Regions from separate parts of the Mus musculus genome. Here all the other regions are linked to region 1. Evidence: chromatin contacts called from public ChIA-PET and Hi-C data. All regions are on one chromosome and are shown on one strand. The core of a region is the stretch at or near the end of the contact, and the rest is flanking DNA. Distances in the headings are between cores, read along the strand shown. Region 1 holds the start of Fam102b (family with sequence similarity 102, member B). Region 2 overlaps Aknad1 (AKNA domain containing 1). Region 3 overlaps Stxbp3 (syntaxin binding protein 3). Region 4 overlaps Slc25a24 (solute carrier family 25 (mitochondrial carrier, phosphate carrier), member 24).

Evidence for each region. A called contact is a pair of places that touch in the nucleus more often than the background predicts. ChIA-PET counts read pairs in DNA pulled down with a chosen protein or histone mark.
Region 2: a contact with region 1 is called in a Hi-C map of the N1E-115 cell line, with 4 times the contacts expected there. The contact joins the enhancer-like site here to the promoter of Fam102b in region 1. A contact is called at or near these places in 1 of 15 datasets of contacts at CTCF or cohesin (the NIH/3T3 cell line), 4 of 484 Hi-C or Micro-C datasets (the N1E-115 cell line, cortical neurons, spermatogonial stem cells and 1 more) and 1 of 115 datasets of contacts at active chromatin or transcription factors (pancreatic cancer cells).
Region 3: an RNA polymerase II ChIA-PET map of memory CD8 T cells shows a contact between it and region 1, with 31 read pairs. The contact joins the enhancer-like site here to the promoter of Fam102b in region 1. A contact is called at or near these places in 2 of 484 Hi-C or Micro-C datasets (nephron progenitors and uterus), 2 of 115 datasets of contacts at active chromatin or transcription factors (effector CD8 T cells and memory CD8 T cells) and 1 of 9 other capture datasets (liver).
Region 4: a contact with region 1 is called in a Hi-C map of adipose-derived mesenchymal stem cells, with 1.9 times the contacts expected there. The contact joins the enhancer-like site here to the promoter of Fam102b in region 1. A contact is called at or near these places in 1 of 39 promoter capture datasets (hippocampal neurons), 8 of 484 Hi-C or Micro-C datasets (the HL-1 cell line, the MC3T3-E1 cell line, the MNK3 cell line and 4 more) and 1 of 115 datasets of contacts at active chromatin or transcription factors (pancreatic cancer cells).

The regions. Positions count from the first base shown.
Region 1 is chr3:109,026,063-109,029,302 of GRCm38.p6, forward strand. It overlaps Fam102b (family with sequence similarity 102, member B), which reads right to left and starts at 1,545. Exons shown (of 11, transcript NM_001163567.1): 1 at 1,123-1,545. The coding sequence starts at 1,259.
Region 2 is chr3:108,770,592-108,773,831 of GRCm38.p6, forward strand. Aknad1 (AKNA domain containing 1) reads left to right here. Exons shown (of 12, transcript NM_177859.3): 7 at 1,319-1,416. Among named protein-coding and RNA genes, the nearest start is that of Aknad1, 33 kb to the left of the region's middle. Within about 2 kb of position 1,715, at least 105 of the 459 cell types and tissues checked have an H3K27ac peak or open chromatin away from gene starts, as enhancers often do. A contact at or near this core is called in the N1E-115 cell line, the NIH/3T3 cell line, pancreatic cancer cells and 1 more, where this site is marked.
Region 3 is chr3:108,794,644-108,797,883 of GRCm38.p6, forward strand. It overlaps Stxbp3 (syntaxin binding protein 3), which reads right to left. Exons shown (of 19, transcript NM_011504.1): 17 at 2,738-2,823; 18 at 159-310. Among named protein-coding and RNA genes, the nearest start is that of Stxbp3, 44 kb to the right of the region's middle. Within about 2 kb of position 1,493, at least 80 of the 459 cell types and tissues checked have an H3K27ac peak or open chromatin away from gene starts, as enhancers often do. A contact at or near this core is called in effector CD8 T cells and memory CD8 T cells, where this site is marked.
Region 4 is chr3:109,163,790-109,167,029 of GRCm38.p6, forward strand. Slc25a24 (solute carrier family 25 (mitochondrial carrier, phosphate carrier), member 24) reads left to right here. Exons shown (of 10, transcript NM_172685.3): 10 at 2,537-3,240. The coding sequence ends at 2,721. Among named protein-coding and RNA genes, the nearest start is that of Slc25a24, 42 kb to the left of the region's middle. Within about 2 kb of position 1,657, at least 97 of the 459 cell types and tissues checked have an H3K27ac peak or open chromatin away from gene starts, as enhancers often do. A contact at or near this core is called in the HL-1 cell line, the MNK3 cell line, adipose-derived mesenchymal stem cells and 4 more, where this site is marked.

The sequences.
Region 1 (3,240 bases), core at 295-2,794:
GTTAAATATTGAAAATTATCCTCAGTGGATTTTTAAAAATAAATTTGAGGATCAATAGTGCCGCGTACATCTGTTCATTTAGGCAATTTGGCGTTTCCTGGCTTCCACGGGATTCATTATTGCCAGAGAGGGCAGTTTTCTGGCTTCCGTCCCACAACCCATTGACATTTTTTCCTTTACATTATTAATGGAACAGCAGATAAAAAGAATATTTTTTAGGGTAAAAATGAAGTTTACGTAGACAAAACATATATTGACGACTAGCCCCTTCTCCTTGACTTTAAGAACTTAAAAGTTCATTCCAAAACTTCTTTCATGTATCTTGTTTTTCTGTAGAGAAAAATATCTAAGAGCAAATCTATCAATGTGTAACCTGCCCTTAAATTACTCAAGGAATCCTGCCATACATGGCTGCGTTCTGTCACCTGCTGTCAGATTCTTTCCCAGTGTCTAGGTGCTCATTTTAAAAGGACATGGAGGATAAGGTCTGGGCTCTCTTGATTCTAAGTCTTTCACTGAGACCCACTAGTGGCCACTTGAAGATGGGTAATTGAGAATATAAGCACATTAACTGGAGACATAGCTCTAAGGCAAGCCAAAGACTACATAGTCTCGTCTGCCAGGAACGCTTGACTCAAGACAAGCCCGACCAGGCGTATCCCAAGCTCTATCGTGGCCACCCTAAGTCCCAGTAAAGTCTCAGTAATTACGTCAACCACAGGCGGTTCCGAGTGGGAGCTCTTGGACTGTAACAGTTTGGGTCATTTTCGCTTCTCTAAGGTTTACGGTCTACTTTGGATTTTGCAAATATGGGAAATGTCTTTGGACAAACCAGAAGCATCCTTTCTGTGTCTCCACCGTTCCTGAAGAACTGGGGGGAAAGCAGACTCAGGGGCCACCTGAAGATAGGCGCGCGGGACAACCAGCCCAGCCCACTGCGAAGCACTTGGTGCCGTTTGTTCGATGCTCTGGCTGATTTCAGACTCGTCTCTGGAGGACGATGAGCTCACCGAGCTGGCAGCTCGACAGAGCAAAGGGGCCAAGCATAGAAAGGGATGCTGGCCGTGCAAGAAGCCCCTGCCTGCGGGCAGCCGCGGGAGAGCAGCTCCCGAGGCTCCTTACCTGGAGGACTCGGCGGTGAAGCTGCCGCCGTCCAGCAGCCGCATCTTGCAGAAGAGGACCCCGTTGACGAAGGGCACCGAGGAGAGCTCCTCGAGCTCGAAGTCCACCTTAAACTTAAACTTCTTCTTCTTCATCATCGTGAGGGCCAGGCGCCGGCGAGCGGGCTGCGCGGACGGGCGCCGCCGCCTCAGCTCGGCCGAGCCTCGGATCCGCCCAGCCCCATGGCCCGGGCCGCGAGCGGCGCGTGGGGGCGCAGCCGGGGGGCGCCGCGAGTCGGCGGGAGCCGGGGCCGCCTGTCGCGGCAGCCCGGGCCTGAGAGCACCGGCGGCTGCAGCGCGGACCCCGGCCGCCCGCGAGGAGCGGTCGCCTTGCAGCTCGCCCGGGGAGTGGGCGCCCTTTCCGTACCGCCGCCGCCGCCCGTCTGATCGCGAGCAGAGAGAGAGGCGCCGCTAGGAGAACGGTCGCTGCCGCCTCCCTGCCCGGGGCGCCCCCAGCGGCCGCAGCCGGAAGCGCACCCAGCGCGGAAGCGGGCGGTCCGCGGAGGGCGGAGGAGCTCCGGGCGGGCGCGCGCCCCGCCGGGGAAGCTGGGCAAGCTAACACGCGACAGCAGCGAGCTCGGCACGCCTCCCCGGGGTTAAAAAAAGACAAACCCAGCCGAAAAAGCTTCCTTGTGCAGCTTCCTCTGCGCCTTTCCTTTCTGGGTTTGCACCGCCCCCCTTTCTTCCCCTCCCCCTCCAGTGATTTCACGGCCTCTGGGTTTGAAGATAAATAGAGACAAATAGAATCCCAAACCTAAAAATCTTCTGTAGGGTCTCTAAACCCCACTAGCTCTTAAACATTAGATGAAAGTCAGCTAGGAGAAAGGAAAAGATTAAAATTTGCTGTGGCCACACCAAGTGCCCAAGCAAGGGGCTGTGCCTTGTGTTTCCCGTCATTGATGGCTTGTTTATTTAATTTCTGTCACCCAGGAAAGAAAAAGGACCAGAGGAGTTAAAATACTTTCCCCTTTAAAATCTGTACATACTGTGAACACATGAAGTCAGATTCTAAAGGCATACTTAAAAAATTCTTTTTAGATGAATATCAATTGTCCCCCCCCCCCCCACACAGTATCTACTGTTAAAACGTATGTTATCAATTTAATTGCGTACTGTTTTTGAGGGGTGGTGGTGTTTTTAGGTACTGTTGTTTGGTTTGGTTTGTAGTCAAGGTCTCTAGCTCAGGCTGGCTTCAAACTCCCCATGTAATCAAGGATGATGTTGAACTTGTGATCCCCATGTCAGGGTGATAGGGATGTGCCGCCATGTCATGTTTATGCAGTTCTAGGAATCGAACCCAGGACTTTCATGCATGCTAGCAAGCTACCTCACAACTGAGCTACATCCCCAGCCTGGCATCTGGCCTTTTTAATTTTTGAAAAGGTGTAGTTCAAAAGAATCCTCTTTGTAGATCATTCCTTTACGTTTTTTAAAAATTCAATTGATGTGTCTGGGTCTCTTGCCTGTGTTACAGGCCTGTGAACTACATGTGTGTCTGGTAATTGCAAAGACCATAAAGTGTGTCTGATACTCTTAAACGGGACAGTCGTGAGCTGCCCTGTGGATTTGAGAAGTGAACCAAGTCCCTTTGGAGCTGCTGGGCCATCTCTCCAGCCCATTTATTTATTTATTCATATAAAATATTTTAATTGCCTAAACCACCAGTTACTGGCTAGATAGATTCCATGACCAAAACCCAAAACCTGCTTGTAATAATTTTAAAGTCCTGGCCTGGCCAAGATGGATCAGTGTTAAAGGAACTTGCAGGACATGAGTTTCATCCCTGGAATTCACATGGCAGAAAGAAGCAACTAGCTAATCCCGCAGATTGGCCTCTGACCTCCATCCATAGGTTCACTGTAAGGCATGCACACCTACAAATACACTTGCATTATATAAATAAATAAATAAATAAATGTATTTTTTTAGACCTTTTAAAGACAAAACTGGACTGCAGAGAAATGTCGGTGGGTAAAGAGCCTCAGTGCAAGCCGGACCTCAGGAGCGTCCACAGTGTGACTTCAATCCTGAGAAGCCATGGAAAAGTGGAAAGAGAACCAGCTTCACAAAGTTGTCCTCT
Region 2 (3,240 bases), core at 465-2,964, 260 kb before region 1:
AATGCACATCCCGAGCTCTGTCTCTGATGCAGGCCTTGGGATTGGAGAGTAAACGTTACCGGTTTTGTCTCCCTGGAAAATGGCCGCCTCCTGTAGAATTGCTCTTGGCTCTTCTGTTTGGCCAGATCTGAGTGAGGAGAGAAGTCTAAGAGTGGCAGAGAAATGTAATCGATGCGTTGGCCTGAACTCACTTGAACCATATCCAAGCTTTCCACTCAGAGAGCAGATGTTCACAGGCCTCGGAGGCAGAGGGTGGAGACAGAATGAGGTGTGAGGAAATATATGACTCAGGAGGAGGACATGTTTTTCCAAGAGTAGGGAAGGGCTGGAAAGGGCTGGAAAGAGCCTGGCTTCCAACCCCAAATGGGGTCCTCTCTCCATGACCATCAGTCTCAGGCACAGCTGGAGGGAGGGAAATATGTTTGCTCAGCAATGCTGCCAAGTTCTTCAACCAGCCATGGGCAAACCTGTCCCATCTGTCTCAGGATGTCCTAGACTCCATGCCTTTCACACAAGAACATGCACTCTCCTCCAGGGACTGTTAGTGTATCCCGGGGCTGAGCAAGAGAGTTGTTAAGAGCTGTAATTAATTAAAATTCTTTTGGAGGAGTTAGAATCTGTGCGGAGGCTGAAACTACACAGGCCAGAGAAGTCTCCTGATAGTAGTTGTGTCTTTCTGATGCCCCCTGGTGGCTATATGCTATTAAGTGAACTCCAGGCTCCCAGCCACAAAATCCACTTTGCTGGACTCTGTTTAGCATGTACTTAGAGCGATGTGTACCAGTGCTAATGTATAGTGTGCCTTCTTCCCTAAACAAGAATTGTTCTGAGATGGCTTGACCTGAAGTCCCAGTACCGAAGGTTGGAGGCAGGAGAATTGCTGTTACAGACCAGCTTGGATTAGTGTGAGATCTTGCCTGAAAATAATAAAAGCAACCAACCAACCAAAAATCCACAACACACACACACACACACACACACACACACACACACACAAAATTGTGATATGGTATTATGAAGAAAAAAAGAATTTGTAGTACAGAATTATAACAATTATAATTATAATTCTTGTTATTTTTGTGTGTGTGTGCATGTACCAAGCCCTATATGTGGAGGGTAGAGGTCAACTTGTAGATGTCAGTTGTCTACCTACATGATGTAGGCTCTGAGGATCAAACCTAAGCCATCAGGCTTGGTGGCAAGCAACCTTATCCACTGAACTACCTCACCAGCCTGGAGAATACCAGGGAAATTTAAGTCTTCATTTTTCCCACACTAGTGCTAAATTTTTGAGACATTATTTTTTTTCTTTTTTAAGGAAACAGAAAATGGAGAAAAGGGGCCACAGAAGAACTAACTGTGGGAAGTTTTCCAGTAGCATCCATGAAAAAACACTGCCCCAAGACTCGGCTCTCGGTAAGTTGGAGGGGTTGGGTGTACATAGTTGTTAGTGATCCCTCACTGTGAGTCCCGGCTTGCCATCTGCCATTGCGATAGCATGACATTTGACTAGGATGATGTTTGTTTCCCTTTCTCAAAACATGAAGAACTAGTAATGGGTTGTTTAAGGAGTGGTTAAGCAGAGTAAAGTACCAGTACATGCTTCTAGTTATGCCCGGCAACTTGCGCTCTGAGCCGGACTCATAACTGCACCGGGTAAGTTACCAGGCTTGTGGAAGGCGCAGCTGACTCATCCCCATGCATCGCACAGAGGCAGAGGGAGCTGTGGGTGGGAGCAGGCAAAGAGGGCGTGAGTACGTGAGACTCATGAGAACCTCTCTCTGTAGACAGTTTAAAGCTGAGGAGCGTACCCTGGCCAAACCGCTGCGGGTGATAGAGAGGTGACCCAGAGGCCTGCCTGCTTAGGCAGCTCCTGCACTTGCCAGCATCGGTTCCTCATAGCTGAGCTGGAGGTGCAAGCCAGAGATGACACAGCATGCTTATGCGCATGCTCCCTGTGTCCAGAGCCTTGCGGGCACTCAGCATCTTGTTAGATCCCACTTGGTTCTGAATTGACCTCTCTGGGGATGGTATACTTTCAAATAAGAGCTTTGGAGGACTGGAAAGATGTCTCAGCAGTGAGGAATGCTTATTGGCCTTGCAGAGGACCAGGGTTCAGTTCCCAGAACTCAAGTTTGGGAGGCTCAACCGAAATCGAAAGCCCTGTTCTGGCCCTCCATGAACACCTGAGTGTATACTTGTGTGTGTGTGTGTGTGTGTATGTGTGTGTGTGTGTGATAGTTACCAAAGCATAAAATAACGACACTTCTCATTAGCTTTGGGTTTCATTTTTGGAACTTTTTTTTCTGAAAATATAAGACTGTGTTAAGATGAACTCATTACTTATATTTCTTTTTCAAAGGGGATGTCTTGCCATGTTACCTATGCTGTAGGCAGTTAGGATGACAGGCAGGTGGCACTGTCCACTTCTTGCTGCTGTCACTGATGGTGCAGAGGTTTGACTTCGGGGCTTCACACATGCTAAGTGGGTGCTCCGCTACTGACCCACATCCCCAGCCCTTGTTATTTTTAAATGAAACAATAAAGTATTTGTAATGTCTCAATTTAAACTTTAAAAATCCTCAGAACTGATCATTTAGCCTGAGGAAGATCTGGATCCTGATCTGTTTTACACGTTACATACTAAGATACCTTTCCGAGTCTGTCTATCTGTAGCTGGGACTAAATATTCTATGGTGATTTCATACTGGGGAAGGCTTCTTTTTTTTTTTTTTTTTTTTTTTTTTTTTAATTTTGAGACAAGGCCTCATGTGGCCCAGGCTGGCCTCAAACTTTCTGTGCAGATGAGGTCAGCCTTGGACTCCTGAGCCTCCTGCCTTTGCCTCCCAAGTGGTATTATTATGGGCTTTAGCAGCCATGTGTGCCTCTGGGAGAATTTTTTTTATGGTACATAAAATGACTTATGTTCTTATATATAGTAGATAAAAACCATATAAAAAGATAAAAAACACATTTTTTAAAAAGATGTATTTATTTGAGCTGGTCTACATAGCTCTGACTATCCTGGAATTCACTATGTAGACCAGGTTGGCCTCTAACTCACAGAGATCTGTCTACCTCTGCCTCCCAAGTGCTGAGAATAAAAGCATGCACCAGCATGCCTGACTTACTAGTTTTTAAGTGTATGTTTGACTGTGTGTATATGCACAGCACATGCATATCTCACAGTAGTGGAAGCCAGGAGAGGGCATCGGATCCCCTGGAACTGGAGTAACAGAC
Region 3 (3,240 bases), core at 243-2,742, 230 kb before region 1:
ATAAGAGTATTAAAATACCAACCAGGAAAAAAAAACCTTCAGGCAATTTTACAAATGTTTTATAATTAATTCTTTTTCTGCATGTAATAATAGTCTTAAATTTTCCCATGCATAATCTTGCCTTAAACATTAACAAACAAAAAAGATGAAAATCTTACCAATAATAACCTCACAGGATTTATGTGCCTGGGAAACTTCATAAGCACACCGCATCTCAGAGTACGTAATTCCTCCAATTACAAAAATAATCAGCCTTGACCCATTTTTCCGGTCCAGCTCTAAGTAGTTAGTTCTGGGTTTCTGGCGAGCACTAGAAAGTAAAACACAAAGCAAACATGCTGTCAGCACTCCCAAAGCCACGCGGCGTGCATCTCAAACTCACCTTTGGAAGCAATAACGAAGCAATCTAACCGTGGTGCTTTCCCTACAGTAATTTAGGCAAAGGCTGCACACCCCCCCCCCCTTTCAGATTTCAATTTGAATAGATCACATAGTTTTATTTGTGGTGAGACAGTAGGAAAAAGATCAAGGCTAGATCTAGGAGACATATATAAAACCTTATTTCCAAAAAGTATAGTAAAAACCACACAGTCTAGGCTTAGTATTTTTATTTATAAAGCGAACATTTTATTTTAATATTTAAAATTTTAAAACATTTTTATTTTGTGTATGGGTGTTTTGCCTACATGTAAGGCTGTGCACCATGTGCATGCAGGGCCTGTGGAGGCCAGAGAAGGGTGCTGGATCCTGTGGGACAGGAGTTACGGATGGTTGTGGGTGCTGGGATGAACCTGGGTCCTCTGGAAGATCAGTGTATCCCTAAATCCTCAGTGATCAGTGGAGGATGGAAGGGACATGCCTCAAGTGTCTGACAATGTCTGCCCAGACAATTGGCTGACTGCAACTACACAGGCACAAACAACCACTAAGCCAAACTGAAAAACTGAAAAACTCAAAAGACTGAAGTGGCCATTCACAGCAAGAGAGAAAGCCAACAGTTTAAGTCTACACAAATTGCTACCACGATGGGCTAGAGAGATGGCTTAGAGCGTCAGTATTGCTCTTGCAGAGGATCTGGTTCACACCCGTGACTCCAACCCCAGGGGACCCAGACATCTCTGGGTTCTGTGGACACCTGCACACACATGTACATACTTCCCCCAACCTACATATATCCAGCACTAGGCCGACAGAGGCAGGCAGATCTCTGAGTTCAAAGCTAGCCTGATCTACAGAGTGAGTTCTAGGACAGCCAGGGTTACACAGAGAAACTGTCTCAAAAATCGAAAACGAAACAGACTTAAGCATGAAAACTCACCACAGAAAGCAACTCAGAGTTGCTAAAAGGGTCTGTTTTCAATCAAAGGTTGTAGATATAGAAAGAAACAGTGTGGTAGAAACTTAGTTTTGTAAAAGTAGAGGTTGGATTGAGCAAAGACTTTAAAGCAGATTATACCTACATCATATCTATGTATCTATATCTATCTGAATGTAAGATTGTGGTTCAGCAGAAACGATAGGAAAGTTGGTGAGGAAGCAGCAGTCAGTGCTTGCCTAGGTTTTGCCTTCAGCACCACAAACCACAAAACAAAAGCAGAAATGGAAACTACAAGAACCAATCTGCCACACAATGAAACATGGAGTCAGAGATGAGCTCGAGCGGCTGTGCCATTTGAAGGAACTACAATAAACAGGTAAGAGAAAGGGGAGGAGAGGGGAGGGGAGGAGAGGGGAGGGGAGGAGAGGAGGGAGGGGAGGGGAGGGGAGGAGGGAGGGGAGGGGAGGGGAGAGGAGAGACAGAACCCCAGTGACTCCAGAAACAACAAAACACCTCAGAAATACAATACCCCAAACCCTGTTTATCTGATGAAGATGCAGGCAACACAGCAAACCCCAGGAAGAGTAAACAGGAGAGACCTGTGTGTCAACATAGCACAGTCCATGTGATAGAAGCCAAATCTCAAGAAAAAGCCCCACATAGGTCATGAGTGGCTGCACGCCTGAGTTCAATGTTCAGGGCCCGCTCGGGGGAGGGAGAGAACTGTTCCCTGTAAGTTGTCTTCTGACCTCCGTACATGCTCTGTCATGTGTGCATCCACACACAGGAACAATTCAATACATTACACAGGGCAGGCAGAAAAGGTAGGGACATGCAGAGAATGATTAAACTACGACAGATCTGATAAAGAGGGAGAGTAACCTCAGAGCTTGAAACCCAGAAAGCTTGGATTATATTTAATTTGTTAAGCTGGGCTCTGAGTGCAGGGGCATGCACGAGAACATAGTCTCTCTGAAGTTGAAAATAATTAACACAATTATCAAAAGGGTTAAATCAAGTTGGGTGTGGTTACTCAGAGGATTGGCTGTCTACACAGTGAGATCCTGCCTCCAGAAAGAAAGAGAGAGAGAGAGAGAGAGAAGAGGAAGAAGAAAAGAAGAGAAAAGAAAAGAAAAGAGGAAAAGAAAAACAAGAAGAAACCAGAGGGAGAAGGAAGCAACTATGCTGTAAAGAAGCTGTGTGGGAGGTGATGCAATTTTATAAAAGTATTCTGCATTATAAAGTATGCCTTCCTGAACTTATTTAACTAGGTTACAATAGAAGAAAAACTACCTTTTATGTTACTCTATGTTTCACACAGGAAGGGCCCTTGTTCAAGGAGAGCGCTGAGCAGCATTCTAACCATTGGTCTATAGCATCCCAGCGAACCACCACAGTGGCTTCCCCTTACAGGCTTACCTCACAGCTCCAGAGCCATTCCACACTGCTGGGCACCGGGAACAATACGGCCACTCTTTGGAATCTAATCTATTATCAATGGCATCCTAGGGAAGAAAATTATTAACACCATCAAGAAAATTTCAGGGATTTGTTTTATACACAGCTTGATGAACATTAAAGGTGCATAAATATTAAGATTATCCCTTCTTTATACCTATGAATACTGACTGCAGTAGAAATCAATACACTAGGACTAGAGACGGCTCAGTGGTTAAGCGAATCACTGTTCCTCTGGAGGACGGAAATTCAGGTCCCAGTACCCACACAGTGACACTCACAACTGCCTCAACTCCAGCTCCAGGGCATCAATGCCTCTGGCTTCCGTGAGCACCTGCACTCGTGTGCACATGCCCACACATATACACGCCTAGTTAAAATAATAAAAACAAATTAAAAACTAATGTACTAGTTTACATACTACATATTAAACGTGCACTTGAGATCTGCCTTTCTTTACTGGA
Region 4 (3,240 bases), core at 407-2,906, 140 kb after region 1:
TGTGTTGTCTTCTATGAATAGAGATTAGCTGCAGTATGTATAAAGAATTTGGCGGGGGTGGGGGTGGGTATGGGGGACCTTTGGGATAGCATTGAAAATGTAAACGAGGAAAATACCTAATTAAAAAAAAGATTAAAAAAAAAAGAAAGATAGCTCAGTTGTAAAGAACACTTGATACTCTTGCAAAGGACCCAGGTTCAATTCCCACCACTTATATGGCCGCTCACAATCATCTATATCTTCAGTTCCAAGGAATCTGACTCCTTCTGGACTCTGAGAGCACTGTACACATGGGGTACACACATGCATACCTATAAGAAAAAATATTCATATACATAAAATAAAAAACAAGATTAAAAAAAAAAGAATTTGGCATTTGCTAAACTCTTGAAGTGAGTGGTGGCCTGACTGCTTGTCAGTGCTGTTCAGACCCCAGGCTTGGCACGGAGTCCTCCCCTCTGTGACAGTCTCTCTGCTGGCTCCCAGGCTGTGATACCCCTACCCTCCTGCCACTTCCTGACTGCTGTCTTCCTGCTGTTTCTGGCTGACTGCCCCATGGAAACATGAACTCTTTGTCTTTCTTTTCCGCTCTTCTTTTTCCCCTGGTCATATTCATCTACTATAACTTCTCTTATGAAAGCACACTGGCTGGGCACCTGGGCCCCACCCCACCCTTCTTCCCAATGCAGCCATCCCTCTTTCAACCAGTCACTCACTCAGAAAAACTCTTTTCAAGACATGCTATGGAATGGATGCTAGGGTTAGAAAATGCAGCAAGTCAGGTGTGAATCGGTCACTGTGGAGTGGAAAAGCCATGGGTGCGACCAGAACATGGCCCTTTAAAACTCCTCATGGCACCAGTTCTAGCCTAATCCCAGTGGATGCCTCAGGCTGCAGTGCAGGAGCTAGCTGGGCACAGGCCCGCAGTGGTGTATTTGAGGATCTGAGAGCCAATCATGGCTGCAGAGAGGAATGCAAACTAGCAAACTAAATGTGTGCAGTCTCTCAGTTAGCTAGGGTGACCACTTTTGGAGCTTGATGCTACTATCATCCATATTTGGCAAATGACTAACAGGCAAGAACAGTTAAGGAATGTCCACAAGGTTATGAATTTGAGCTGGAGTCAAGCTGGAGTTCAGACCCACTCAGGGATTTAAGCAGATGCCCAGTGAGCTTCCCCCTCCCATCAGCTCCAGTCCTGGCCTAGCATGGCTGCCAAGATCTGCCAATTTTTCATCAAGGCCCAAATATTGTGTCTCTAAAACCATTTTTTAAAAATAACTCTTCAGAGTTTTCAGAATAAATCCCATAGTTCTCAGAGGGGGTTTCGAAGTCTTTATCCATCATATCATGCTTCAGTTTTAGCTCCACCTCTGTTTTCTGACCCCCACTATGCTGCTGTGTGACATTTCCAGACATCTGTCTGTTCACCCAGATATGGCAAGGACAGACCAAAGAAACAGGTCTACCCACGTCTAGCGTAGTGCTTCGGTGAGTTTGGTGGGGTTCTTATTGGAGCTTGGGTGATAGATAGCTCCTTACAGGAGCTTGAATAGCTCAAAGACAGCTGCATCACCAGCAGCTCATTACCCCTCAGCCTGCAATCTGCACAAGCCACCAGCCACAGAAGCTGAATCATCGGAGCTCCCTGCATAACCTGCAAGAGACTTGGGCTGGAGCTTCCTGCCCACAATAGTTATAACTGCTCATGTAACCCCAGGGCTCGGGGAGTGGCCTTGTGAATCATCTAGTTTCAGAAGGTATCTGAGCTTGGTACAGTTTGTTGACTTAGTCTTAGGGACCTCTCTATCCCATGGAAAATGCTTCAACTTATAGGACATAGGCAAATAACCCAACACGTGGGCATCTCCAGCTTCGTGATAGCCTGTGGTTAATAATCACATCCAGCAATTGCCATGTCCTCTCCCCCATGCCTGCTGCAGCCTTTGTCTTTTGTTGTACCAACAGTTTCAGGGCTGCCCCCTCCTCTCACTGCCCCCTTCATTTTTCTTCTCCTCCGTTCTTCACTCTTTTCTCTCCCCCACATTGAGATAATTACAACACCCAGGGCTCTGTACTCTTCCTAAACATCTCCAAATCTCCCCTTTCCTTACTATCCAGAATTTAACCATTCTCGTCAGTGCTTGGGGGTGGTAGAGTGTTGGGCTTCAGTGTCACCAACCACGGGTTCTTGGTTTTGCTAACTAAGGATTCAGGAGACGTTCCTTGTCTTTCCAAGTTTCCAGTTCCTGTGGATGTATTTGTCCTGGAGGACTGGCACGGGGAGTCATTAACCTAGTATCTAGCACACGCCTCATTCCTAATGAGCTGCTGCGCCTGTCACTGTAACACGCTGGCGGGTGGCAAAGAGAGTTGCTTTTGGAACTGGTTTTTATCGATTCTTTGCGTTTAGACCCCATTGTGAATCCTCAAAGGTCTGTTGTGACAATAATTCGACGTGCTTAAATATTGGATTAGCCTGGTTCTCCCCATTTTTGTTTATCTATTTTTGTTTGTCTGCTTATCTGTTTGCTAGCCACGGTAGAAGGAGCCCCGCAGCTGAGCATGGTTGGCCTTTTTCAGCGAATCGTCTCCAAAGAAGGAGTGTCAGGACTTTACAGAGGCATCACCCCAAACTTCATGAAAGTGCTCCCGGCCGTGGGCATCAGCTATGTGGTGTATGAAAATATGAAGCAGACCCTGGGAGTAGCTCAGAAGTGACCAGTCCAAGCCTTTGCTTTTCTGTGGTGACCGAGACTGTCAGTGCTCTCCAGTGACTTCTGGGGTTGCATCAAGTCTATCACAAAGGAAGCTGTTTGCCTCGCCAAAGGGAAGAGTGTAGCCGTGATCACTACAAGCCTTTGGGTTCAGTTTTATACCTTCAGCGATGCTCTGAATCGTAGTTCCAGTAAGTGAAGAAACCACAAAATTGTACTGTATTTTTGCTGATAGAGATCTCTGCCCTGCACCCTAAATCTGAAAATGTACTGGCTTGAGATGAAATCATTTTGTGTGGTAGGATTATAAATCACTAACCTTTGTTCTGATTGGTTCAAGCTCATGTCAATTTTTCTTTTTCACCCAAACTTTAAAAAAATCAAAAATGATCAGAAAGCCTCAGGACTTAAATTGTTTAATATATTTTAGATGTCTTTGTAGATGTAAAAGTTCCCAACAGAGACATTAGTAGAAAAATCACTATATTCAAAGTCTACTTTGCACAGTTTATCTCCTCATCTG